Linked DNA regions of Zea mays: regions 1 and 2 are each linked to region 3. A link is a contact called in public Hi-C data. All regions are on one chromosome and are shown on one strand. Each heading gives the region's core, a stretch centred on a gene start, on an enhancer-like site or on the middle of the called end of the contact. The rest is flanking DNA. Distances are from core to core; before and after follow the strand shown.

What was found. Hi-C and Micro-C count contacts between places; a contact is called where the count stands out from the background.
Region 1: a contact with region 3 is called in a Hi-C map of ear, with 2.3 times the contacts expected there. The contact joins the promoter of LOC100192506 here to the enhancer-like site in region 3. A contact is called at or near these places in 2 of 25 Hi-C or Micro-C datasets (ear and tassel).
Region 2: a contact with region 3 is called in a Hi-C map of tassel, with 3 times the contacts expected there. The contact joins the promoter of LOC100273820 here to the enhancer-like site in region 3. A contact is called at or near these places in 2 of 25 Hi-C or Micro-C datasets (endosperm and tassel).

The regions. Positions count from the first base shown.
Region 1 is chr1:203,004,032-203,007,804 of Zm-B73-REFERENCE-NAM-5.0, reverse strand. It overlaps LOC100192506 (Zinc transporter SLC39A7), which reads left to right and starts at 1,621. Exons shown (of 11, transcript NM_001137726.1): 1 at 1,621-2,108; 2 at 2,204-2,287; 3 at 2,381-2,430; 4 at 3,333-3,384. The coding sequence starts at 1,751.
Region 2 is chr1:203,082,418-203,086,202 of Zm-B73-REFERENCE-NAM-5.0, reverse strand. It overlaps LOC100273820, which reads right to left and starts at 2,141. Exons shown (of 3, transcript NM_001353582.1): 1 at 1,231-2,141; 2 at 846-1,126; 3 at 196-744. The coding sequence starts at 1,978. The coding sequence ends at 508.
Region 3 is chr1:202,679,560-202,683,354 of Zm-B73-REFERENCE-NAM-5.0, reverse strand. No RefSeq gene overlaps it. Among protein-coding and RNA genes, the nearest start is that of LOC111590710, 3.4 kb to the right of the region's middle. Within about 2 kb of position 1,469, at least 17 of the 20 cell types and tissues checked have an H3K27ac peak or open chromatin away from gene starts, as enhancers often do. A contact at or near this core is called in ear and tassel, where this site is marked.

The sequences.
Region 1 (3,773 bases), core at 372-2,871, 320 kb before region 3:
GGGTTATGGGTACTCTTCGAGGAGATTGAGCTTCAACAAAATCTGGTCTTTGAGGAGCATCTAGTTGCCGATTGCAAACGCTGATTCTAGCTAGTCAAAGATCATCTTCAGGCTTCTAGCTTTCACTTGGCAGCTAGCTTATTGAAGAAGCATCTATACCAACACGCAAACATTCCTCAAACAAACTCCCACATGGATTCCTTCCTTGATTGGTCTTCTGGTGCTTCATCAACGAAACTTGGGTGACCAGTTCTCATCCAGAAACTTATATGCTTCGATGATCTGATCCTTCACAAGCTTGCTACATGCACATGTCTTCTTTTCCTCCATAGCAACAACCTCACTGGAATACTACCCCACTTAAAAAGAATGATGGTAGAACTCTTAAATCTGGGGGATTTGGTGACTGGCATAGTTAAGCACGACTTAGACCAACCGATGGTATATAGACGTGATTGTGATTGTAAATTGTTATTTATTATGATTTTAAACATAATGAATTCACTTTATAACGATAAAAATATTTAAGTTTTAAATTATATATACAATCTTAAAGATCTTTTATATTTTTTTGAGTTTTTTAAACGAAGTAGTGCCGATACGACACGATTAGGCAATATAATGTAGTGTCTAGGCAGCTGGTTAGGCACTAGTACCGATACTGCATGACACAATTACTAATAGTGTCTAGTGTCGTGTCTAATAGTGCTAGTGTTTTTTTTATGAGGGTACAAGAACGCCACAACACACACGCGTGCGCGTCCATAACACACACATAAATAGAATGAGAGGCCTAGATCTCTAGTACATTAGAACACGTAATACCGCTGAACATGAACGCGTGTGTACCCTAAAATGTGAGAAAATTCAGTATTAAGTGCTATGGTGCCGGACAACACGTTTGACCATCTAAGGCCTTCTTCGGTTATTCCCAATACATATGGATCGGATGAGATTGGAAAAAATTAAGAAGAAGTTTGATTTGTTTGGGATTCAAACCCATTCAATCTCACTCAATTCATATGTATGTATTAAAAGCTAATCGAACAAGCTCTAAGGGAGCGGATCGACGGGCGCCGCGCGGGAGCGGATCGACGGGCGCCGCGCGGGAGCGGATCGACGGGCGCCGCGCGGGAGCGGATCCAGGGGCGCTGGCGGGAGCGGATCGACGGGCGCCGCGCGGGAGCGGATCGACGGGCGCCGCGCGGGAGCGGATCCAGGGGCGCCGCGCGGGAGCGGACCCAGGGGCGCTGGCGGGAGCGGATCCAGGGGCGGCGGGAGGGGATCCAGACGCGGATCCTGGGAGCTTGCTTGTGCTCCGATGGGGACGAAGGGGAGGAGTCGAGACGCGCCGCTGGAAGAAAAGAGGACGCTCGGGAAAAAATAAACGAAGCGTTACGTTTGTAAAGAGTGGCAGTGCGGGTAATTTCGGAGGGGAATCCGTTGAAATCTGGGGTACCACGTGATTCCAAAATAACTTACGGGAATCGGTAAATTTTAGAGAATCGCTTTCCATCCCAAGCCCCTTTGGCTGCGTTTTAAAATTCCAGAACGTGAATCTCTCCCTGGAAGTCAAACCAAAGGGACCCTAAGTGTCTATAGACCTGGATGTGGTGAGTGGTGATGCTCGGGTGGTGATTGGCATTGTCACTCGGGCTCTTCTTTGTTCTCGTCGTCGTGGTCACCATAGAGCGCGTCTGCAAGCGCTCCCACCCCAAAACCCCGCGGACGCACCGACGCGCGAGCCATAATGCGCCGCCAAAGCCTCGCCACCGTACTGCTGCTCCTGGTGGCCGCCGCGGCCCTGGCCGCCCCCGCCGCTGGGCACTTTGAGTCCTCCTGCCCCTTCTACGACCACGGCGGCCACGGCGAACCACACGAACGCCACGACCATGGCCACAGCTGCGGCGGCGGCGCGGACCATGAGCACCACCATCACCATCACCACGGCCATGGACACGGCGAGATCCAGCGGCTGCTCCCGGAGGAGATGGCGGAGGAGGCGGATCTCGAGCTCGAGTCCTTCGGTTACGAAGACCATGACCACGGCCACCACCACCACCACCACCATCACCACAGCCACGGCGACATGGAGACATCGCCCATGGGTTAGACATTTTTTTGTTCCGATCCTGCTCGTTTTTGCGCTTGAGGCGCGATTTCATCCGAGGCGATTGAATGATTTGGGGATTTGATCGAGCAGGCGTGTGGCTGAGCGCGATGGGGTGCTCGCTGCTGGTCAGTATGGCGTCCCTTGTCTGCCTCGTCCTCTTGCCGGTCATCTTCTGTGAGTGCCCCCGCTTGGCCCGTTGCAATCTGGGGATTATTTGCTTGCCCTTCTGCGCAGGTCCTGATTGTCTGGTTTATTTCAATTCTGCAGTTAAGGGGAAACCGTCTAAGGCCATAGTGGATTCGCTTGCAGTGTTTGGGGTAAGTGGGGATTGTGCAGCTCTTTGAAGGATCTTGCTAAATCGAGCTAGCAAATGGATATTTGTCTACAATCTACTCAACTTTGTGTGTTTTCCTTAGCAAATCCTGAGAGCTACCTAGCCAAGTACATTACATTTCTCCTGTCAGTCTAGCGAACGCAACTTGAAATTCATGTACCCTATGATAATCTTCTGCAATTACAAGCTATTAAAAAGTAATATCTGCATTCAGTGAAAGTCACAGAGATGAATTATCTGGTATCCTGTGAATTTTGTTTCATCCAGGGGCAATTGACCCTGCATATGAAATGTTGCCTCTAAAATTTTGTCCATGATGGATGTTGTAAATAGCATAGAAAACTCAGGTTGTATCGAAATTCATTCTGATGTGTTTCTACTCATTCAGCAGAGAATAAATCAACCAAACAGTGCGACAAAAGTAGACAAATGGAATCATGTCATCTGTTTGAAACACATACTTGATTACATAAAACTGTATTGTAACGGATCTGTGATGGTTGCACTTTCTCATATACAAAGTGACATTCCTTTCTCCTACAAAAGATAAGTAGAAATGCAAATGGTTAAACATGTTTTTAACATATTTTTCCTGATGAGTTCTGTATGTATCTAGCTGAATATGCGACGCAGTCAAAAGAAACCTACATTTTTTAAACATCTGTAGAAGTTTATATTCAGAAGAGTCAACCATGAGACGACACCTCATAATTTTGAGATTATTTAGCTTATTTATGACATTGTCTTGCACCGATATTTTCTGCATGAGGTATTGAGGTTCTATAGTATTGATCTATTTGACTAATTCTACTACGTTCAGAATCAATGATGTTACAGCTTATGTGCTTTCCTTCTTTGGTTCCAAACTTTCAATGTAATCTGCAGGCAGGAGCTATGCTTGGAGATTCATTTCTTCATCAGCTGCCACATGCTTTTGGTATATCCTTTGATACATGCTATGGTCTTATTTTGGTTCTTGTTTTTGTTTGTGCTTGGTTCATGTATATCTGCTGGCTTATGTTTTACTAGTTACTGTTTTGTCTCGCCCATCATCTACATCATCCTGGGCTATAAACTGTTTCTATATCTCCTTTAGTTGTACCTTGGTTCTCAAGGACAGTTTAGTGGCCCTGGCACCATATTTGCACTGCCATTGGACATAGGAGGGGACATGGGTGGATTTTGCAAAGGTCCCAGAAAAGTTTAAACTGAGGAATGTTGTGTTCACTCCAATGTAACTTGTGACCCTAAATCAATCTTCTTGTAATTTTAAAAAGGAGCGTAGCTCCATGCATGTTTTGCCTACTGCACATTGCTTTGTTAAAA
Region 2 (3,785 bases), core at 892-3,391, 400 kb before region 3:
TAGATCATAGGTTGTATGTGTAACTGGAGTGCATACTATTTGGATAGTCCTATGAATATCTAGAATTTTTCATTGATGTGACACATTATCATCATGCAGTTTCTGCTGTATGTTGTAAAAATGGATTAGTGTCAATGTCGTTAGATTACAGTTCTGTCGATAAAGTCAATCGGCCACTGAATAATGTGCAGCTGAAGGGCAACAATCAACTATATATTTCTTATTATATCAAACTAGATTGTACCAAATGGGAAAAATTGCTTGGATCAAAGAACAGCAACAAACCAAAGCCACTTATTACCAGTGCAGTTAACAGGCGCAAAACTTAGACTAGTGACAAATAGAACCAAACGATTTCAAGCCTGAAGTGCAGGATACATTCAAGCTCGGTGAACAACAAAACAAACAATGAATTATCCAGTAAACTGTCCTAAGCAAACAGCATGGGTAAAAACTGCCTTGATTTAGTGTTAAATCACTTCAAGAATGGCAAATGCAGCAACACCTCTACTCTATGCACACTGTCCCACTGTTCATGTAAGTGAACTTGCAAATCTCCTCAAAGAAATCATCTCCAGCAGCATGGCAATTCTTCATCTGCGAGATCCTAATGATCATCCTTCTTAGCCTCACGCTGTACCTGACAACGGACTTGAGGGTGTTCAGCTTCTGCTTAGCATTGAGAGATGACCGCACGGTGACCACGACCTGCTCCAAGAAAGGTATCACGAACCTTGAATCCAACTGCGTTGGAATTTGGAAGAACAGAGTTAGCTAGGCCATACAACAACCAGAAGTCCAGAAGCAAAATATTGCAAGCATAGAAGCTGTATGACATGGCTTACATTCTTCAGGCTGTTTTCCTGACTCAGCGCCGCGAACATGGCGCCGTGGACCTCGAACTTGCGAAGCTTCGGGTGGCTGTTGAAGAATTCGACGAGGTCGATCTCCGGAAACGGCTGCAGCGTGTCATAATCACCGGAGAATTCGACCTTCATCACCAGGTGCTTCACCTCGCTAGCGCACTGCAGCACCGAGCTGATGGCGCCCCAGCTCCACTGGACGCCGCGCAGCGAGAGCTGGTCCAGCTCCGGGAGCTTCCCCATCTCGACATGATGCACACTACCTAAAATATCCATTTTTGGTATATTAACCATCAGGCAATGTGAAAGGGACCAAATCTGTTTTGCAAGGGAACGCAAAAGAGCCCTTCGGAAGACCGGAACATACCAGTGTTCTTGGAGATTGTGAGATGTTTGAGACGGTTGCCACCTTGCAGATAGATAAATGAGAAACCCTGGACCTCAAGGGACTCGACGCGGGGCGCGGCGAACCTGAGAGAGGAGTTGCCAGAGCCGAGGAAGTCGAGCCGGCACCGCTCGAGCGAGGCTAGCGAGATGACCGCCTCTCCGTCGCACTGGCACCCGAGCAGCGAGAGGTCGGTGAGGTTGGGGCAGGCGGCGAGGACGTCGTTGACCGCTGCGTCTACCAGGATGGCGCTGACGATCTCCAGCACGCGGAGCCGCTCCATCCGGCCCCACGCGGGGGCGCGCGTCATCGTGAGCCCCCACAGCCTGAGCTCCTCGAGGCCCGCGGCCACCCCGATAGAATCGAGATTCAGGTGCCCCGACTTGTCAGCGGCGGCGGAGTCCATCCGTAGCTCGAGCACGCGCAGCGTGGCGGCCCGCGCCGCGAGCCAGTGCGGGAGCAGGGACGCGGAGAAGGGGCAGTACACGACGAGCTCCTCGAGGCGCGCGGCGGCGTCGACCATCCGACCGATGGCGTCGTCGGCGAAGGCCACGGCCGACGCCGGTCCGCCGGCCAAGGCCTCAAAGGCGCCCCGCGGAAAATAGAGCGACGGAAGGAAGGCCACACAGTCGCGCCAGCAGCGGGCGACGGCGGCGCAGCCGGCCACGTCGCGGGCGTTGCTGAGCTGCGAGAGGATGTGCTGCACGACGCCTTCTGGGAGCGTGTCCATGCCGCGGTCGCACCCTCGTACCTCGGGGGGGACTGTTGCCGGAGCAGCTAGTCAGCGAGTGGCGGCCGAGATTGGGGGCTTGGTGTGCGCGGATTGGATGGGGAGTGTGGGGACTGGGGAGCGTGCGCGATTTGTGTTTGCTGGGATGGTGGTGGGTTTCGAAATTTAAAAGGAGTGGGGAGAGCCGCCGCCGTTCCGGGGGGATTTCGTTGCCTGCTCTGGGCATTCGAACTCGAAAGTCGAAACCTTGGGTGGTTGTGGCGGGAGGTTTCGGACTACCTTTTTTGAGTTGGCGCCTGCCGCTTGGCGGGCCGGGCCGGGGCGGCTGCGCCCACTGCTACTGGCGACTCGCGAGAGAGGCTAGAGGCGGGAGCGCTAGCTTTTTTTGACGATCCAGTTTTTCGTGTGGGCCGACGCAGACACATTTCGGCACTACCTGTCGGCCTGCCTCTGTCTGTGTCAATGCGGGCTGTTTTAATCCAAAAAATCATTTTCTCTCTCTTGATTATCGTCATTGTCTAGTTTTATTTCATCAATTCCAAAACCAAATCCTGATGAAAATGGTTGGCAAATGAGCTTTAGAAGATGGTTATATGAAGATTGCAGAATTAAGTGGGAAGACATATGCAGTTTAATTTCCACAATGATCCTGAAGTCATTGAGTGTCAAATCCCTTTATACTCACATTGTGAATCATAACTATACTTATGGTACTAGCATGAAACATGTATGGAAAGCAAAAAATCCTGCCAAATATTAAAATGTTTGTGTGGTTACTTGAAAACAATTTGTTGTTAACTAAAAATAATATGGCAAAGAAGGGGTGGATTGGAGACTTGTCCTGTTGTTTCTGTAACCAGCCTGAATCGATTGATCAACTTTTTTTTGCTGCTCGGTTACTAGGGTGATTTGGGGTGTTGTTGTGAATTTCTCTAACACTTGTATTGTTCCTAATAATATAACTCGATGTTGTAATTGGTTGGACAATTATGCTACTGATTTGAAAAATATTCACATCATAGGTGTGGCAGCTATTTGCTGGGCAGTTTGGAAAGCAAGAAATAAATTGTGCTTTGAAAAGATTCTTATTAATTCTCCTAAAGACATCATTTGTCATGCTTGTGCTCTGATGAACGTTTGGGCAGGTTTAAGAAAGAAAGAGCTCCAGGACTTGATTCGGGAGGGGGTGCTCAACTGCTGGTTAGGGCAGCCAGTTTCAAGCTTGATGATCCGGAGGACAACCAGAAACATGAGGTTTCTGAGGGAGATGAAGAAGAGGATGCAGTTCAGAAGAAAATAGGAGTTGAAGATGGTGTTTGGTGTGAGCTCTTGTGATCTGGTGCCGTTGAGTCCAGAAGTTATATTTAGTGTTGTTTTGTTTGTCTTTGTTGATGTTGGCCCCTGCGCTGGTGGTTTCCTGGCTGTCATGAACTTGACTTTTGTCTCATGTGTGAGGTTGTAATCCTGCAAACTTGGATGCAAACTTGGACGCATGCAGTTATAGTATTCATCTCTGAATGATTCAGAGGGTACTTTAGCTGAGAAAACGCTGGGAGTGATTTTGAACGATGTCCTCCGTCTCAGATTGCTCCTTGTGATTTTTTCAGGTGGCGCGTGACTTCGATTGTATTTATGTTATGAAAATAAAAGAAATGGGATATCCTCGGTTCAAAAAAATCCAAAACCAAATATCTTACACCAAAACTTTTAAAACCGTTAAAGTTACTAATATCCCTTAATTTAGAGTAGTTTATTTTTTGTCCATTTTTAGTCCACAAATATGTAGATAATTTATAAGATTTTTAAA
Region 3 (3,795 bases), core at 220-2,719:
GTGGTGACGACAAAGAGATGTTCTCAACCCCGATTGAGACCAGGCAGGATTGTCCCATATCTGGGCAGAAGAGACAGGCAGAGCTCAGAAAAGCAACTGGCCTGTGTCAGCGTGTGCACGGCCACCCACCCACTCACCTTTTCCGAGGAGGAGGAGGGCATCACGCACGCCCCCACCGGTCAGCCCCTCCGTCTCAGTCTCAGCTCAGCGGCAGCTTTCGGTTGATTGGGGAGCCGGACGTGAGCTGTGCGTGGACCTGGGAAGCGGACGTGAGCTCCGCCATCTGAAAAAGAAAATGAAAAAAACTGGAAGCCCGCCAGCAGCAACAATTACTCGGTACAGAGGCAACGACGACGAGTGTTAATTTGATGCGTGATTCTATTCTAGTAGGTTACGTTGTACTCACACTCACTGCAAGGGTATGGTTAGCATCAGAGTCAGACATCGATCAGTTGCCTCCTTCAAAGCGACTCAAGATCCAGAGCTAGCGACGTGACTCGCACATAAATGTGTCTATATATTTTCTGTCAGCTGGGCCTACAATTGTCAGCGGTGCATATGCATTGCACAGCCCAGCGCGCATGACTGACTGGCTCAAGTTAAGTTACCTACTCTAGTTCGATTCACCTGTAGCTAGCTCCTAGGTTTTAGCTTGTTTTCAGGCGAAAACTTCCCCTCGTCTGTTTGTCATCATTAGCGCTAACAACAGCTTACCAACAAGTATAAACGTCCCCTGCTGCTGCGTGGTCCAACTCCAACACGCGTTCGGTTCCAACAACAAAGTTGTCGATGAAGAAAGAAATAAGGAGCTAGCGGCAGATGTATCATCGCTCTAGTATGCATGATGATCACAACATTCTCCTGGCCGGCGGCCATGAACAATATGGCGGAGTACAATATAATAAGAGAGAGGTAACAGCTAAACCGGCCATGAGATCATCACGTCAAGTTAACGAAGTGTAGAACCATGCCGCCTTATTGCATTATTATTAGATGGTGTGGGGGTGTAGTACTTTGCTGCAGGTCAACTAGTAGTATCTGTATACCCTACACTTGGTAGCGAAATATAATGCGCTTGGCATATGCATGCCTACTGTTTTGCTATGTTCCCTATATATATATCTCCATGCCATGTGGCGTCACCTCAGCAGCGTGTGAGAGACAAAGCCAGAGGCTATATACTATACCTCGTGCTAAACCGGCCGGTCGGCGTCGATGATTAGATTGCCGACGACGCGTCGTACTATATATATGAATCGACATTATTATTCCCTTGTGGTAGTACTCTGATCATCAGTAGCTAGCTGTCGTCGGTTTCGTTTCTTCGCAGGAACGACACCGACCAGCGCTAGTGAAGGAGGGTTAGTTGCTGCGATCCTACCACAGTTAGCTAGGTTGCCTAGTCCTAATCCCAATCCTAATCCTAATCCCTCCCGTCCCAGTCCCAGCTAGAGGTGGATTGAACCCGGCAGGGCCCTGTGTAGCTAGGAGCGCATGTGATCAGGACGGGACCTCGCATTGCGTGAGAGGTCCGGGCCGATCCATCGTCATCGAGAGCACGCACTGATTGATTGATTGATTGATTGATTCGCCTGCTGATGTGCCCCGGCACAACACAAACATGCCATGTGACACTGCTCGCGCGGCCGACGACGACCGGGCACCTCGCCGCCGCCCGCCCATATAGGATCTCCGACTTCATTTCATTCCGCAACACTGTGCCGTGCCACTCTGCCGACTTGACCAACTGTTCTGTCTCTTCATTTCTTTCAAGTTTCACTGCTTCGGCCTTTGGCACTTTTTTTCCCCAACGTATGTATAAAAATAATGCTGCGCTGAAATCAAAATGCCGCATGTGGTGAATGAATGATGCGATGGGAGACACAGGCCCAACAAGGGGAGGAGCGCCGGCCGAATCGTACCCGAACTTGCATCATCTACTTTCGTTGGATGGGGCCTCAGGGTTTCGTTAGATGGGCCGGTGCTTCGGTGCTATTTTGCAAGTGGGCTGCAGGGGTTTTGGTCTAACAGGCCCGTACCGTAAGCCTTCTTTGCCTGGGGGTAGATTCCTTTCCTTTGTGGGTCGTGTCGGTCGTTGATTTTGGTTGGTGCTACTGCCATTTGCTGGGTATTATGGTTGTGTAGAAATGATGTTGTTTTTTATAAAAGCCATATACAAACTTATATACAGGTACTCTTTAGAGGAATTTATTGGTGTCGTTCTTGGGCGCTCCTCCAAAAGCATGAAGACGATGCCAAAATTATGAAGGATGCCTGCAGAAGGTTAGAAGTGTCGGTGATGCAAATCTTCGCTCATCATGGGTGACAATTTATTAATAGGATTACTATCTAAGATGTATCCTTTATGTTTTTGCTCTCCCAACTGTGCTTGAGTTTGTGCCGCATGTGGCAATGGATTTGTTTGTTTTGTGGATTTGTGTAGCCGTCATCCGTTTCGGATGTAGGTCGGGACATATTTTCCCATTATCTAAAAAAACCTCAACAAGCCTATGTAGATTTAGGCTATGTTTGAATGCACTAGATCTAATAATCATCTACTAAAATTAGCTGAAGATATCTAAATAGTCTAACAAATTAGCTAATGGGTAGTTAGCTATTTGTTAGCTAATTCTACTAGAATTTTTTTTACTCAACTAACTATAGCTCTAGTGCATTTAAACACCCACTTAAACTCTTAAGTCTCTCGTCAACAATAATTAGATGGGAGCAAGATATAAAAAAACTAGTTCTTCGTTTCCTTCCCATCACAACAAAGGGGATAGAAGAAACCAATGGTGACGAAACTCTTCTCACAAGTATATATATAGTTATTATATGGAAATATAGAGCCACTTAATGTACATTGATCTTAGCCCATATAACATTTCGCATATTTTCTTAACACTCTCTCTTGGGTGAATACCACAACTACTCACTCCTCAATAAAACTCCGATATGCTCCATGTATTGTACTTATTGGCTCTAAAAACATTATGTTGGATCTTTAATAATACACACAATGAGAAAAGAGTACAATGGTTATATTGAGGACAACTACAAACTTCAGGTTTATATAGGTTTATTTAGGATCAAATAGTAAGGGCTAACATTCAGGGGTGCCATTCCTATAAACATACAAGTCTATCAAATATCTAATCTCTATACCTTGAACACATTTTCTAAATGTGAATGCAAGCAAGAATTTAGTGAATAAATCTACTTGCAGGATTTCCAAGAGTTTGAGATGATAGTAAAATTTAGAATAAATATGCTTAGTCATATTAATCTTAATATAACTGAAAGGGAAATGGTCTTGACCATTTCTTATATTGATTTTGGTGCTTGATGACCATCACAACCATTCAGACTAACTAGTTTGCCTAGTCTTTGATTCACATGTTCATAAGTTCAACAATGTAAGTTTCTAAGTTACAATCAGCTCAAAATAATCAACATCTACCTCTTTTGGAGCTTGTTTGAGCAAAATAAGCAATATGAGTTAGAGAATTAAAATGTCCGAGATCCATGACTTAGACTAGTTGGAAAGACACTAGAGATATTTGTCTAACTCGCTTGTGAATCTCTGTCGTATTCTAGCGTCCACACAATATTAAGTCATTTTAGAGTTCAAGCAAAGACATTCATGCATTCAGACAACATTAAGTCATTCCAATGAACATTAATTCATTCTAGTAAACATCTAGGCAACAATAAGTCATTTTAGTTTTCAGACATTTTTCATGTTTTCTCAGACATTCCTTTGTTTTTTATTCAATTATTCTTGTTTTTAGGGAA